2 separate regions of the Mus musculus genome follow, and region 2 is linked to region 1. Evidence: chromatin contacts called from public promoter capture Hi-C data. All regions are on one chromosome and are shown on one strand. The core of a region is the stretch at or near the end of the contact, and the rest is flanking DNA. Distances in the headings are between cores, read along the strand shown. Region 1 holds the start of 4930590A17Rik (RIKEN cDNA 4930590A17 gene). Region 2 holds the start of Mis18a (MIS18 kinetochore protein A).

Region 1 (7,727 bases), core at 1,522-4,021:
AGAAACTCAGCAACATCAGGCTTTCAAAGAGCAAATAGCAGTCTTGTGTAGGTGTAGAGCCACAGAGAACCTGATTAGTTTCAAGCCATGTACTATTTCCTGGAAGAGCCAAGCAGAGTCTTACACGATGAACTAATTCATGACATCTTCCATTTGCGGCTCACCCTCACTCACCCTGGACAGTGATGAGCATCTTCCCATACAAACTTCACTGCACTTTCTTCCCACTCACCTAAGATAGAGTAGTTCTTCTTAAAGCCATCTTTTCTGAGCCTTGCCAAGTTCACATTCATGTCCCTGGATGCATCACCATCATTAATACATTCTAAATGTGCCGTAAAGACGGGCAAGGGGGAGAAAATAAATACCAGAGACAATTTCCATACGCGTTAGTCATGGATCTCTGCAGATTTATTTTCTACCTGCATTCAAAGTGAACAATCCCCAGGCCACCTCAGCTTGGTGACACAGAAAGCCAGTGGCATGCTTGATGTGGTGTGACAGAGAGTGTCTGCTGTTTGCACTGAGTTCATTCCCTCCTGGCAGAGAGGAGGGAAATCGAGCTGCATTTCCTCCCCTTTCAGTATGGAATTTTGGTCTTTGCTCTCTGTCAGATTTCCTCTTGACTTCTCAAGCGATCTCCTAGAATACACTCCAGAGAAGGAGGGTTTTGGCATCTGGACAATCATGCTGCATGACCTTCTAGCTTAGCTTTAAATGGGTTCTAGGATCTTAGTCACAGCTCCTTCCAATCAACTTTATATTTCCTCAGTAAAGCATGATCAGAACAATTGACTCCTACACTGATTGCTTCTCAGCCTTGTTCTTTAAATAAATTAGCCCTTATGAAAATGCCTAAAAATCATATTACTATTTATTTACTCTTATTGAAGTGGGGAAAGGCTGCTGTGTGTCTCTAATCGGAATTCACATTTTCAGGATCAATAGAATCAGATTACCGGGCAGGATAAAGGATACACTAGTCTTAGTTTCATGACTTATTGATTCAGCAGACAGAATCCACAAGGTGCTTAAGTTTATTTCCCAAAATCTATTTAATACATCAAAGTGGCTATAAAATTTTCTGAGTGACTGATGATACAGAAAACTCAAACTGGCAATAACTAGCAAAATTCACTTTCCTGCATAGACCATTCTTAAGTTTGATTCAGAGACGAGTAAAGAAGCAATTTCCTTCCAAAGTTAGCATTAGGAGGGCTTGGGATAGAGCTCATTTGGAGAATGCTTACCTAGCTCACTTGGGGCTTGTGTGGTGCTTCTCAGTCCCAGTTATGCATACAACCATCTATGGTGACACAAGACCATAACCCCAACCTGCAAGAGGTAAAAGCTGGAGAATTAGAAAATGAGGATCAACTACATATTGAGTTTAAGGGAAGCCTGGGTCACAGGACACTTGTCTCAAAAAAAATTTTAGATAAATAAATAAATGACATTTTGGGTTTGTTTTAGACTGTATGCTCTCTAATTCTGACATTTACTTAGTACTTTATAGCTTTCGAAATGTTTATACACACATCACATTTGATCCTTTGTGTGATTTTAATTCAGCTTTACTATCAGAAGTAATGGATATTGGAGTCCAGAACCTTGAGTCATGGAAATACAGTTAATAGAGAATTTTATAAGTTGTCCAAACTCTGCTTCAAGCACAGCCACATGTGACTTCATTGTGTGGAATCGCTGTGTTTCAGTGGCTAAATATTTTCCAGCTTCCGTTTTCAAACATCTAACACTAGAAGGTTACCTAAGAGCACAAGGTTGCTTTGAAGAACTATTTATCAAAATAGGTGCCACTGGCAAGCACTTAATGAGGTTTTCATGGATAAATAACACAGAGGGAACCAAACTCAACATTCCCTCACCATGTGGTAGTTTAGTATATTCAATATGGTATCATGGATGAAAAAATTTCAACCTATTCAGTATCTCTCATGCCCTTAGGTCATAGTGTCTTTTCTATGAAGCAACTGGCAAGACCTCTGTCCCCATATGACACTCTCTAAATCTATCATGAGAACACTGAAATCACATCATGGCATAGAACATAAAACTACTTTAGTCTTTATATTAAATATGGCATCCTATAGAATAATTAAATATTTCTCTCTGGTCACATAAGCAGTCAGAAAATGATCAGCATCTTAAAGAAAATGGGATTAAGAATATAAATAATCAAACACTGTCCAATTTTCCCCGAGCACGTGTTTAAAATGAACAGCCAAGTCACTACACTCAAGGGAAGGGCCTGCATGAGGAAGATATGAGGATTTATAGGAGTAGCTTTGAGCAGTCTCTCCAGACAGTAAACTCTAGTGCGAGGTTAGGGCAAGGCAACTGCAATCATTTGAGACATTCAGTTGTTTCTCGTAGTCAAGTAAAGTTATGACTCAATTATCTAATCAGTAGTTTAAATAAGAAGTTGGATCCCGATTAATCATTGCTTTGTATGAATTGACTCAAACCAAAAATGGAGCTACTAATTCTAAGTGACAGATCATACATACATACATACATACATACACAGGCATATTTGGCATTTGATATATAATGGACCATTTATGTGGAGAATCCAAGAAAAATTGTGTATCTTTAAGACAGAAACTTCATGATATTGATAATCTCAACATTTATTGGTAAAACATAGATCCATCCTTACTCAGAATGATCAAGTAAGTAGGTTGTTGCTGACTTGGGCCTTTGTTGATTTTTTTTTCTACTTCTCCTCTTCTTTTGTCCAACCTTCTAACAACCAGTTCTTGTTGCCATGGCAATAACTGCTGAGACCACATTGACCTCTACCGGGTCCATTTCGTTTCAAGTGAAATCTAGAACAAAAGCCATCAAACGATATTTGCACCATTGGTTCAGAGAATTTAGTGTAAATCACAGTCATCTGGAGGAGGGATCTGCAGCTCGTACACTCACACTCGTGTGTTCACTTGGTGGGCACAGCCAGGAATTGGCAGGTTTCACCAAGCCTGAAAATGAATATTTAAAATTCACTCTCTGCATTGGTTTCCATTAAAGTTAACTTGAATGTATTAATTTTCTCCAAAATCAGGACATACACATGAGTCTTGAACTCTCTTGAATGCTAAGGATTGTTTGATAGTTTTTTTTTTTTAACATAAATTTATTTCACAATAATCCTGAGTACAGCTGCTTTACTTTAAAGCACTTGGCAAACATGGGCTCTTATAAATAAATAAATAAAAATCCTCCCTTGAACATAGCAGTTTTGTTAAGTTAGATGGTAAGCATCAATTTTTATAACACAATTTTTCGGCTTTCAAAATTCCTTCCATAGAAACTGGCGATATGGGCAAGACAGTTCTTTCTTAACCTTTCAAAGCATTTCCATTTACAACAGTAGCAGGCTGTGAGTTATATTTTTAAATTACTACTTAAAGTCAAGCAGAGAGGCAGAATGGCATTAAAAGATTGGACGAAGGCATCAATAATAATAACATTATATTAATTTGTTTCTTCATAAGTCTGTCAGTCACCTAATTCAAAGAAGAAAAATAATAAAGCTTCATATTGTACTTTGCTGTTTTAGACTAAAATTACAAATTGAATTTTAACATTTTTTTTTTCAGTAAAACTACATAAACAATATGAAAATTGGCTGGACTCCTATGATTATAAACTTATTCAAAAAATCATTCTCAAAAATCCTCACTGTATTTGACAAGCATTATGTTATATTGTTTATGAGTCATAATGCAATACTACAGTGAATTCCAATTAATGTACAAGCATGTGGTGTTTATACTACAAGGTCTGTTTGCTAGGAAGCCTGAACACGGAGAAGCAAAGGGAAAGAAAACAATTTTCCTGTACTGCTTTCTGTACACCTAGTTGCTGCAAAAGGCACCATAAATTAATCTCTCGCAGAGAGTAAAGGGCCCCTGCTTCCTGCTGACATTGTAGCTCACCTGTAGGAACTACCTCACTAAGCTTCACCCCTCTGTGGATTGTTATGTCCAGATGCGCAGGAATTAAAATCGTTTCGGCTTTCAAAATTCCTTCCACAGAAACTGGCGATATGGGCAAGAAGGTTCTTTCTTAACTTTTCAAAGCATTTCTAATTACAAGGGTTAGAACGTGCTGGGAAGAGCAAGCCAACCCTGCAGTTGCACCGCCCCATGCTTTCGCACCTTGCCAAACTTGAACTTCACTGACAGAAGGCTGAAACCAACTGATGCCTAAACTACCTAACAGCGGGCCTGGGCCTCACAATGTGTGTGCAGCAAAACTACTAATGGAAAGCAGAGGGATTGAGGGAAGTTACTGTAGTTTCCTCAACAATGAAGACAGTTGAATAAACTTAGCCGAAGTTGCCTTTCTTCCCAAATTTCCAATTGACATTTTCAAATTTAACTATCTTAAATATGAAATAATTAGCTTCTAAACAGAAGGCTTTCCCTGATCTGATCTCCCAAGAGTTTACAACCACAGAAACTAAGAAACTGCTGTGCACAAGGAGTCTGCCAGAGTCTGGCACCTTTCTATGTACTTTACAGTGTCCACAGCTCCGTTGTTTCCTCTTTGGTCTGATCAACTTATTTAACAAATGATACAGGAGCCAGTTGTTTTTGTATTGGTGGAAAGACTGCCTTTCCATAGAAACCCAAACACTAGTATCACAGAAATGAGGAGCCATTTAGTATTCATCTACAAATCCCTCCTTCCATACATAAATAATGCTGTCTTATAAACCCTACTCTAAATATCCTATGTGACCCAATAGAATTAAATTAGTCTTGAGAATTAAAACAGTTCAGTTCCCCATACTGCTGTTCAATGGGCATGGAACTCTGATGGAGTGAATTTGCTTTCCCCAACCTGTTCCCTCAACTTTAGACAGAATTTGAGGTTACTATCTCAATAAATAAATAAATAAATAAATAAATAAATAAATAAATAAATAAAATATACTAGAAAAATGGAAAGGAAATAACATATCAAAAGTAGAGTGGAAATAAAACCCTTAGCATATGTGTTTTAAGATGGCTCTGTGTATCTGCTGAACATAATACATTTTTAATAAGTGGGATTACATTGCCCTGGCAGTACAGTTCAGTGAAAGGCCTTCTGTGGACAGAAAAAGATCCAGTCAGACAACACAGCATCAAGAGTGAGGAGATGCCCATACAACAGAACTTATGCAAATTGTTCCAAACAGTGACACTGCAGAAGCGGATCATCCTCAACTATAATGAACCTATATATTAAATCAACACACACACACATACACACAGAGAGAGTCAGAAGCCCAGAGAGACAGAGACAGACAGACAGAGACGCAGAGACAGAGAGTGACAAAGAGGCATGCACATAGACAGTTCTTGGAAGCATAGAATTGATGACATACAAACTGGTAAAGGAGAAACAAACAGGGCAGGTAGGACCCTACGTGGTAGGACCCAAGTCTGAAAGCAGAACCTAAGAAGACTGGGAAAGAGAGAGGAAAGGGAGAGCCTGCATTTGTTTTCCATCACCTTGCCCTCCCCGTATTTGCTTTATCGAGATAGAGAGCAGTCAACCGTTTGAGAACCAAGTGACTTCAAATATATAACCCAGCAGGCCTGGGATGCAGGACGTTTACCACGGGATCTAGATGTTTCACTGAATAAATCAACAGTCCTAATTTGAGTAGTTTATAAGTAGCCGCAATTCAAATTCAGACACTGGGGGAACATAGACAATGCTGTTTTCCTATCTTACTTTGCTCCCCTTCCCCAATTTCTCACCATTGGAAGAAAAGACGGCGCTGAGAGGAAACTACTCATGCTTAGATGCTACTTGAATTTCTAAAGACCATTCCAGAGTCTACTCCCAACTCAAGACAGAACAGAAAAGAAGGAAATCTCAGAAGAGGCCTTAGGGAATGGTGAAAAGAAATACCTCATTGGCTTCAATATGGAGAATCTAGGAAGTGGTATGGTTTATAGAGAAATCTTCCATCTGACTGTCTCTAGAGTGGCAGAACACCAATATATAGCCAGCCAGTCTATGGAGGGCTTCAAAAAGACTTTCTCAAAGTTACAACAGAGACAATACCAAAAATATCATGCCCTCCTTCAGGGAAAAAAAAAAGCCTGTTGGAGGGTTTACAGAATCATAGCAGGTTGGTAGAGGTTGGGTGAGAAGACACATAGCGCATTAAGAGACCATTAGAGCCACAGGTATCTCAAGTGACTTAGCCAAGATATAGCAATGTCCCCGAAGTAACAGATGTCACACCAGTGAAAGCTGAACAACCAGGAAGTGGTCAGATAATAGTGGCTCCCAAGCCCTTTAGACACCTCTCCTAGTTCCAGACTGCCTTCAGAAAGAAAAGTTGGAAGAACAGGTTGAGGCAGTAAAGAGAGGCCTGAGTTAGCTGCTCTATTAACCAAAAGAAAACATCTCCAACCAAAAGTGGATTTTCTTGATCTGACAAAGGTCTCATAGAAAACCATCAAGCTGAGTTATGGCTTCTTACTTAATGGAATCATATTTTTAAAAAACACACTTTTTAACATGTTAGTTGATAGCTCAAGAAAATGCATGTCCACCACAGTAGATACAAGTTGGTGCTTCCGAATTGAAGACACCATGAACAAGCACTACAAGCAATTAAAACCCTACTTCTGAGTCAATGGTAGAGCTAGCCATTCTACAGAGGAGGAAAACGCTTTTGCAAATTTATTTTCATGCCCTACCTCATTTATGGAAAGCTTTGGAAAAAAAAAAAAAAACAATAAAAAAAATAGACCAGGCCCTTCTCATGAAAGACTCCCTATAAGATCATGCCATGCAGGGCTGAAAGCCAGAGAGAAGCAAAAGTTTTGAGGAATGAGCTATCCTGGTATCATGCAGTGACTCCAGAGACAAGAAAGCTACTGTGAGTGGCTTATGCTATAGTGAAAGTGTATCCCTTTCAAGGAGAGTTGCTGACCTTTGCAAAGTCTACACGATGCCCGTCCCCTCTGCGGAAAATGTCTTTGCCTCCAGTGACAGGACTGAAGTAGGTCATTGTACATCCTTCTCTCTCTGCTCATCAGTAGCTCTTGTTTCCTTTCTGGAGCAAGAAAAGTTCCATGTGCTCTAACGTACCCTTCAGAGGCCATGGACATCTGACTCAAGCAAAGTGGTGAGTGAAAGGTAAGGGGCTGCTTCCCAATTACTCCCCGTACCTGGGACCAGCTCCTCTTGTTCCATGGCTGTACTCCTTGAAGCAGATATACAGCTGTGCCTTCATGAACCATTCTTTGTTCTACCTGTGAGCTGTGTCATTACAGCTCAAAGCTGGATCTCTGAGGTCAAATGTGCAATTCAGATCATCTGCTTTGGTCTCCCCTTCTTGCAAACACACAGCTATTCTAACAATAGGTTCAAAACCTGACGAATCTTCTAACAGTTGCACAAAGTGTATTTAAGAATGTAAAGATTCGAATCCTCTCCCTGGAGATCTAGCATCGCTACCTCCAGGACAAGTCTTACAACAGTTCACATTACAGCTTTAAAGGTGGCGGGAAATGGTCGAAATTCAGAAATATGAGTAAAGAACACATGAATTAATATCAAAATGCTGAACTGCTTCAGCGCTAACCTCACGTCTCAGAGACTGCCATGAAATCATCCGTACTGTTAAGGCAGAGTGAATTTACTTGTACTCATTACCTGGCTGTATGAGTTCATAGCCCTGCCAGGGG
Region 2 (6,885 bases), core at 3,339-5,838, 2.8 Mb before region 1:
GGCTCAGCCCAAGCCACCATTTGCAGAGCGTGGATATGGCTCTCATCTCATCTCTTCATCTGAGGAAATAAAAGTGACATTTACATTTACAAATTCTGATTAAGACATTAGGAAAAGATAAACCAAGGGTGTCCTACAAAATAACTTCCTGGTACCTTTTAGAAGAATCCAGCTGGGAAGCTAAGTAAGTGGCAAAGATTGGTCTGTCTCTTGTATGGCAAGAGACAGACACACTGGACGTGGTGGTGCACACCTTTGATCCCAGCACTCCGGAGGCAGAGGCAGGCGGATTTCTGAGTTCAAGGCCAGCCTGGTCTACAGAGTGAGTTCCAGGACAGCCAGGGATACACAGAGAAACCCCATCTTAGAAAAAAGAAAGAAAGAAAAGAAAGAAAGAAAGAAAGAAAGAAGAGAAGAGAAGAGAAGAGAAGAGAAGAGAAGAGAAGAGAAGAGAAGAGAAGAGAAGAGAAGAGAAGAGAAGAGAAGAGAAGAGAAGAGAAGAGAAGAGACTCCTCACAGCACCATAGCATTTTGGGTTGGATCTTGGAACAGGAGACAAGGATGTTGTTAGTGCCAAATCCGAGGAAGTCCATGTTACAGGATTTTTGATCACACTGTGAACCCCAAGATTGGGAATTGGAGAAACCTGTTTCTTGTTGTGGTGCGGCTCAGCCCTAGCACCACCTTTCACCCAAGAGCTTCCTGTAAACAAGAGTTAAATAAAGTCAACGACAGGAAGTGAACACAGGAAAACCCAGGGAGGAGAAAAGAGGGTCTTTGGATTGAAGGGTGTTTAGGAGAGTGTGGAGGAGAGCTTTTTCCTTCTGGGACTCAGTGGAATAGGAAGGGCAGCTGGGTGCTTTCTCTGCTTCTCTGAGCCAGCAGGCTTTCACCACAGCCTCTGGCTCCCGAGACTTCATTTGGTAACTCGAACGTTTGGGATTTTTGTTTTAAAAACAACAGTCCAGAAAAATTTATATTTGGTTGATGAGTGGCATTTTGCCAATGTTAATATCTGGGTTTTATTGAAGCGGGAAACTCTTGGCTCCATTTAGAACCTTTCTGTAAGGAACAGAACTTAAAAAAAAAAAACTTTCATGTGACTTGGAATAATTTCATGCCTGTGTGACCCTGTTTTTGTTAGGGAATTGGTTCTTCTCATAAAGTGTTGCTTGTTTGGAGAGCATGAGAACCGGACTTCAACCACAGGACCCATGTTCATTTAGTGCTGCCTGGGTTTTGTTTTTTAAACATGGGTTGAGGCTCAAACTGCTTCTCATCCCATTCTTGTATGGCAAGAACTTTGATGACTGATCTATTTTCCAAGTCCAGGTCAGGTGGGGTGTAGGGAAGAACTTTACATCTTTGTGTAGGTATTTTAAACTGAGTTATTATAGATAAAATATTATGATATATGTAGATATTATAGGTATATATTGTGGATGTTATAGTTATTATAGATAAGAGTTATTGCAGATTATAGGTCTTCTCCTTCCTTCCTTTCTAACTGAACATAACTTAAGTAAGTTTGAAGTTTTCCCTTTTGTCTATTGGATTACTAATTGCTAAGGCAAAGTTATTGGTGTGACAATAGTCTTAAGAACAGGGGTTGGGAGGGGCAAATTAAACATCTTCTCCCACCTTTTGGCATTAGGAAAAACTAATACTCCTGTGAAGGTCGATGCTTTGAGATAACAGTGACCTGTTTACCTCTAAGACCTTGGCTGCCAGCATTGTTTCTTTCCCTTTAAAATCATAAGCAAGGTCTGGACGGCGACATTGTTCTTTTCTAGGTGTTTCTGTGAGGTAAGGGGGCTACTTTCTTAGAAGGGGGTGTGTGCTCTCAATATTTAACAGTCCAGGCTCTCTTCCTCTGCTAGTTGCTTTGAGCCCCGTGGACCTCAGGCTGTTCATTTCAGAATGAAATAGACTGATGAGAACGTGTGGGTTTCTCAGCTCCACTCTGTTGCAGTTTTGCTGGAAACTACGTGTTCTGCCTACTTTTTAAAGATTTATTTATTTACTTATTTATTTATTATCATGCATACAGTGTTCTGCCTTGCATGTATGCCTTGCATGGCAGGAGAGGGCACCAGATTGCATTACAGATGGTTGTGAGCCACCATAAGGTTGCTGGGAATTGAACTCAGGACCTTTGGAAGAGCATCCAGTGCTCTTAACCGCTGAGCCATCTCTCCAGCTCCCCGCTACTTGTTTTTAACATTCACGAGATCCAAGGTTCAGTTGGGGACTGGGAAATCATGATTCCACTCATTAAATGAAAGAGAGAAGAAACACTATTTAAAGAATATCCCGACTCTGAGGACTTTTAAGAAGTTGAGACACATTCCTCAGTTTCTTCTGGAATACAGATATGTCAGCCCATCTGACTTCTGCTTATCCCTTAGTGTGTTATATCCCCTAAGAAGGGATCTAACAGTGGGTGGCAAGTCCCTGGGGGCTGAGGGGACAGTGTATCCTTCTCCTGGTGCTGGTTGGTCAGGGAAGGCAGACTTGGGTACCATTTGGATCCTAGACACATGCACACATCTAAATGGTCTTTGAATAGCTGCAATCAAACCTGCCAGCTAGGGAAGTAAGCCACCAGCTTCCGGGACCTGCAATCACATCTTATTGTCACTGTGGTGTGCAAGCGTTAGGCAGTGCAAGCAATTAGGATCAGCCTGTGAGCGTGATCAGCGGTTGTTAGCTTCCCGTTTCCCTCAGCTGCCTGTGTGGTTCTGCACATCCATAACTCGGGCTGGTGTGATGTCTCAGAGGTCAGAGGCGCTCGGTAGCAAGGCCAAGTTCAATCCTCAGGAAGAAAACAAGAGGCTTCAAGTTGTCCTCTGACCTCCAGCATGTTCATGTTCCCCCTTAAATACATGCAAATAAAAATGAACCCACAATCTGTTCAGGAAGATGCTCAAGGCCTCATCCATTCATTTCTCCTCCTGCTTCCTCTATCTGTCCTTTCTCCTGTCTTTTCCTTCCCCTCCCTTCCCACCACACCTAGTTCAGCAAAACAAAACATTGGTTCTAGAGTGTTTGGCAACGTCTGCTATTTCCTGCATCCACTGGGGATCTTGGAACTTTAAAGGAAATTTCCAGGAAAGAAGAAGAGACTACAATGGCTAGCTGGAGGATCAGAGCATCAGTGATGTGGAGAGGTTGGAAGTTCAAAGCCCAGTAATTTGGGGTTACCTTGAGTCCCCTCCGTGGTCATTTACTCCCCTCCCTTGTATGTGGCCATATCCTTCTGACTATTAGTTAAATACTTTAATGTGTACAAACAGATTCCCCAGCTTATAACCAAAATGCTAAGAGTATGGCCAGGTAGCATCAGGGTCTACAGCAGGGTCCCACTGCTTTGCTGTAATCTGCCTATTGGTGTACCTTCCAGTGTATTTGCAAAGTCTGTTGGTTTATGGTATTCTTTGCTCCGTTCCGTCTTGGCACACCTCAAGCAGGACCACAGGATTCCTGGCGGTTAAAGGTCGATACGCCTCAGGGACTTGTTGAAATAGGTTCCAAAAGGAGTCATTTCTTTGCCTCTGGGCTGGGCTGTTATCCTAGCATGTGGGAGGCTGAAGCAGGAGGATCACTGTGGGTGAGCTACATAATGAATTCCTGGGCAGCCTGGACAAAAAAAAAAAAAAAAAGATTCAAAAAACAGAAAGTCAAAATCATATTCAGAGAAGGCAAAATAGCCTTTCTAGTTTCCAGCCTGGTACCACCTCGGTCAGGTCAACGACTTAGGATTTGAAACTTTTTGCTAGTGGCCAGAGATACGAAAATAGGTGGTAAGTGTGATGTAGTTTAGTGAAGCGAACTGGGTAGTGTGACTGGGGGGGGGGGGGGGGGGGAGGGGGATATGGTGGTCTTTGCGTGTTGTTTCTTACTGATGCATCCAGGCTGTTCGTGGTGGCGCGCCTTCCCTCTAGCCTGTGGTCTTTGAAATCAAAAGCTGACTTTCTTTAGACTGACCGTCCTTCCCGCCCTGGAGTAGGGTGAACCATACTCTGACCCAGACACACGCCCACTCTGTAGCCACAGCGATGCTGTCCCCTCCAGCTTCTCATATTTTTTCCTTGCAGTGCTAGTCTCAGTAACGCTGGGTCCTTGAGGCAGGGGGCGTCTTTGGCTCGCCACAGACCCCTGTTTTTTTCTAGATGTAGGAAAGCGGGTCTCCGGGAGCAGACGGGCTAGAATCAGAGATGTGACTTGCAGTACACCGCTTGGAATTCCTGGGTCCACTTTCGGCTCCGTGAAGATGGGTCTGCTTACCCAGCACGGGCATGCCCGCTAACAGTGTGGAGGAACTAGGTGAGCTGCTACTCATTTAATTCGAAGCCTTCAACTTTCTCAGCAGCGGCGGAAGGAGCTGAAATGCCCGCAGATAGCACCCCAGCACCCCAGTTCACCAGCTTTCGCTCAGGAAGACCGCAGGACGCAAGCGCAGTGAGCGCGGCTCGCGCGCCGGTCAGATGGCGAGCATGCGCCTTCGATGCAGTCGGGCCCTTCTTCAGGTCCCACCCCTTCGGGCGGTGCCCCGCCTCTTGCACCTTGCGCATGCGCAGAGGTATTATTCCCGTGAGGTTCCGGGGCGCGGCAAATTCGTATGTCATGGCTGCTTCCTGGTCTCTGGGATGTTCCTTGACCGCTTGTGGTTAAAACCGCCTGGCTATGTCGAGCGAGTCCCCCCTGCTGGAGAAGCGTCTGTCGGAAGACTCGAGCCGCTACCTGCGGCTGCAGAAGTGGGCAAACATGTCGAGCGCAGACGCGTTAGGGCTAGAGAAGGAACGGCCTGAGGAGAAGGCGGCCGCGGCGGAGAACCCGCTGGTGTTCCTTTGTGCCCGCTGTCGCCGGCCACTGGGCGACTCGCTCACCTGGGTGGCCAGCCAGGAGGACACCAACTGCATCCTGTTGCGCAGTCAGTTCGGGCCGCCCTCCTGCGTCGGGGTTTCCTGGGGCTGCGGGGGCTGGGGTGGGGACGAGAGCTGTCCCAGCAAACCGCAGGAGAGGCGTCCCTGTGGGTGGCTCACGAGTGACAAGTTTTTTCCTGGGTCTTCCATGCCCCCCAAGGGCAGCGGTTGAGCGTCATCCTGACGTTTTAGGAAGGTGCTTCCTTCAGGGGAGTGTTTTCACATCTGACGGACTCTGTCAGCTGCTTTGGGGACTTAGCTTAGTGTCCTTGGGCAGTCTGTTCAACTGCTTGTGCCTCAAGTTTCTCGTCTCCAAAACGAGGGATAATGATGGGATAACGGGGACGATTAAATAAGTGTATGGTATATGGCCACAGAGTAGGCGATGTCTTTACTGGGTGAGTCCCAATGCTCTTCGCTGGGTCATTTTGTTTATCTCTTAACCCCACTGGTTTTCAGAAAAGGATGTGAAGTAATCCTTGTTCCACCTCTTCTCCCAGAAGGCCCCCATCCCTTTAGTGCTGAACCACGGGAGTACCCCACTTCCCACCAGTCTTTGGGCTCTTTTTTTCCCCTAGTCCTCTAAAATACAAGTTAAAGTTGAGTTAAAAGTTCCTGTCTGCAGGTGTGTAACAACAAACCACACTAACAAAGTGTTGCGACTCTCTTTCCAGGCGTCTCCTGTAACGTCTCTGTGGATAAGGAACCGAAACTGTCCAAGTGCAGAGATGAAGACGGTTGGTAAGTAAGATATTTATGTGAATATGTGAGAGAAAATTTTATTTTATTTATTTATTTTTGGTTTTTCGAGACAGGGTTTCTCTGTATAGCCCTGCCTGTCCTGGAACTCACTTTGTAGACCAGGCTGGCCTCGAACTCAGAAATCAGCCTGCCTCTGCCTCCCGAGTGCTGGGATTAAAGGCGTGCGCCACCACGCCCGGCTGAAAACTTTAATTTTAAGGAAAAATCTTCTACCGACCGTTCTGTGAGATTGCTTGAGATATAACTTTTCATGGTAATTGAATGCATTGAAAAGAAGAAAGGATCCATTATTTGATGGTGATAGCCCCTTAAGATCGGAAAGTGGGAGTTTCTAAGATTCTGAAAGTGTATTTAACACTGATTTTTAGGGCTCTGAGTTTGGTGCCAAAGAAAATGGAAAGTAAAGCAGAAAATATCTATCTTAAAATCTCCAAGTTGAAAGTGTCCTATTCCTGTCCCAGTGCTGCCTGTCTCTTCCTTGTACTGGCAGACAGAAAATACTAATACAGAGCCCACACCCACAGCTGACTGGGCTACGCAGACAGGCCATCTGTGGCTGTAAGTCACTAGTCCCAGGTTCCATGTGCTGGGGCCGAGGGGACAGATAACTTGTCACGGCTGACTACTAACTAGTGTTGGCAAGTGCTGTCCTCAGCAGACTGAGTAGAAAGCTCTGCCTTTTATGTTTGCTACCCCAGAGAGGAGCCGTGTCTTGCTGAGGTGTAGAAACTAGTTCAGGTAGTACCTCAATCAGAGAATCAAGAGGTGGGACTGACTTGAAGGTTTTAATAATGGTTTTAGTAATATTCGAATATAAGTGTTATAGAAACTGGCAGGGAAATTGCATTGACATTGATAAAGATGATATGGGTGTGACAGATTATGTTGTTGGCAAGTAGCTGATTTCAAGCTTGGAAATCTCAATTTCATATATTTTTAAATTTATTATTTTCTATGTATGAGTATTTTGCAAGTATGTATGTATGTTCACCATGTGTGTGCCTGGTGCCTAGGAAGGTCAGAAGAGGGCATTGGATCCTCTGGAACTGGGAGTTACAGACAGTTGTGAGCTGCACTGTGGGTACTGGGAGTTGAACTTGGCTCTCTCTCTACAAGAGCAGCCAGTGCTCTTAACCATTGAGCCATCTCTCCAAATCTCAACTTTAGGTGATATTTTATTTTGTGGCCAAAGGCTACG

The links. Promoter capture Hi-C pulls out the DNA fragments that hold promoters and counts their contacts.
Region 2: a promoter capture Hi-C map of hippocampal neurons shows a contact between it and region 1, with 5 times the contacts expected there. The contact joins the promoter of Mis18a here to the promoter of 4930590A17Rik in region 1.

Annotation. Positions count from the first base shown.
Region 1 is chr16:87,904,315-87,912,041 of GRCm38.p6, reverse strand. It overlaps 4930590A17Rik (RIKEN cDNA 4930590A17 gene), which reads right to left and starts at 2,771. Exons shown (of 6, transcript NR_155304.1): 1 at 2,681-2,771; 2 at 1,251-1,335. All of the region lies in intron 15 of Grik1 (glutamate receptor, ionotropic, kainate 1), which reads left to right.
Region 2 is chr16:90,725,074-90,731,958 of GRCm38.p6, reverse strand. It overlaps Mis18a (MIS18 kinetochore protein A), which reads left to right and starts at 4,588. Exons shown (of 5, transcript NM_025642.1): 1 at 4,588-4,933; 2 at 5,600-5,666. The coding sequence starts at 4,687. It overlaps Gm17518 (a long non-coding RNA gene), which reads right to left and starts at 4,539. Exons shown (of 2, transcript XR_876238.3): 1 at 4,288-4,539; 2 at 1,999-3,639.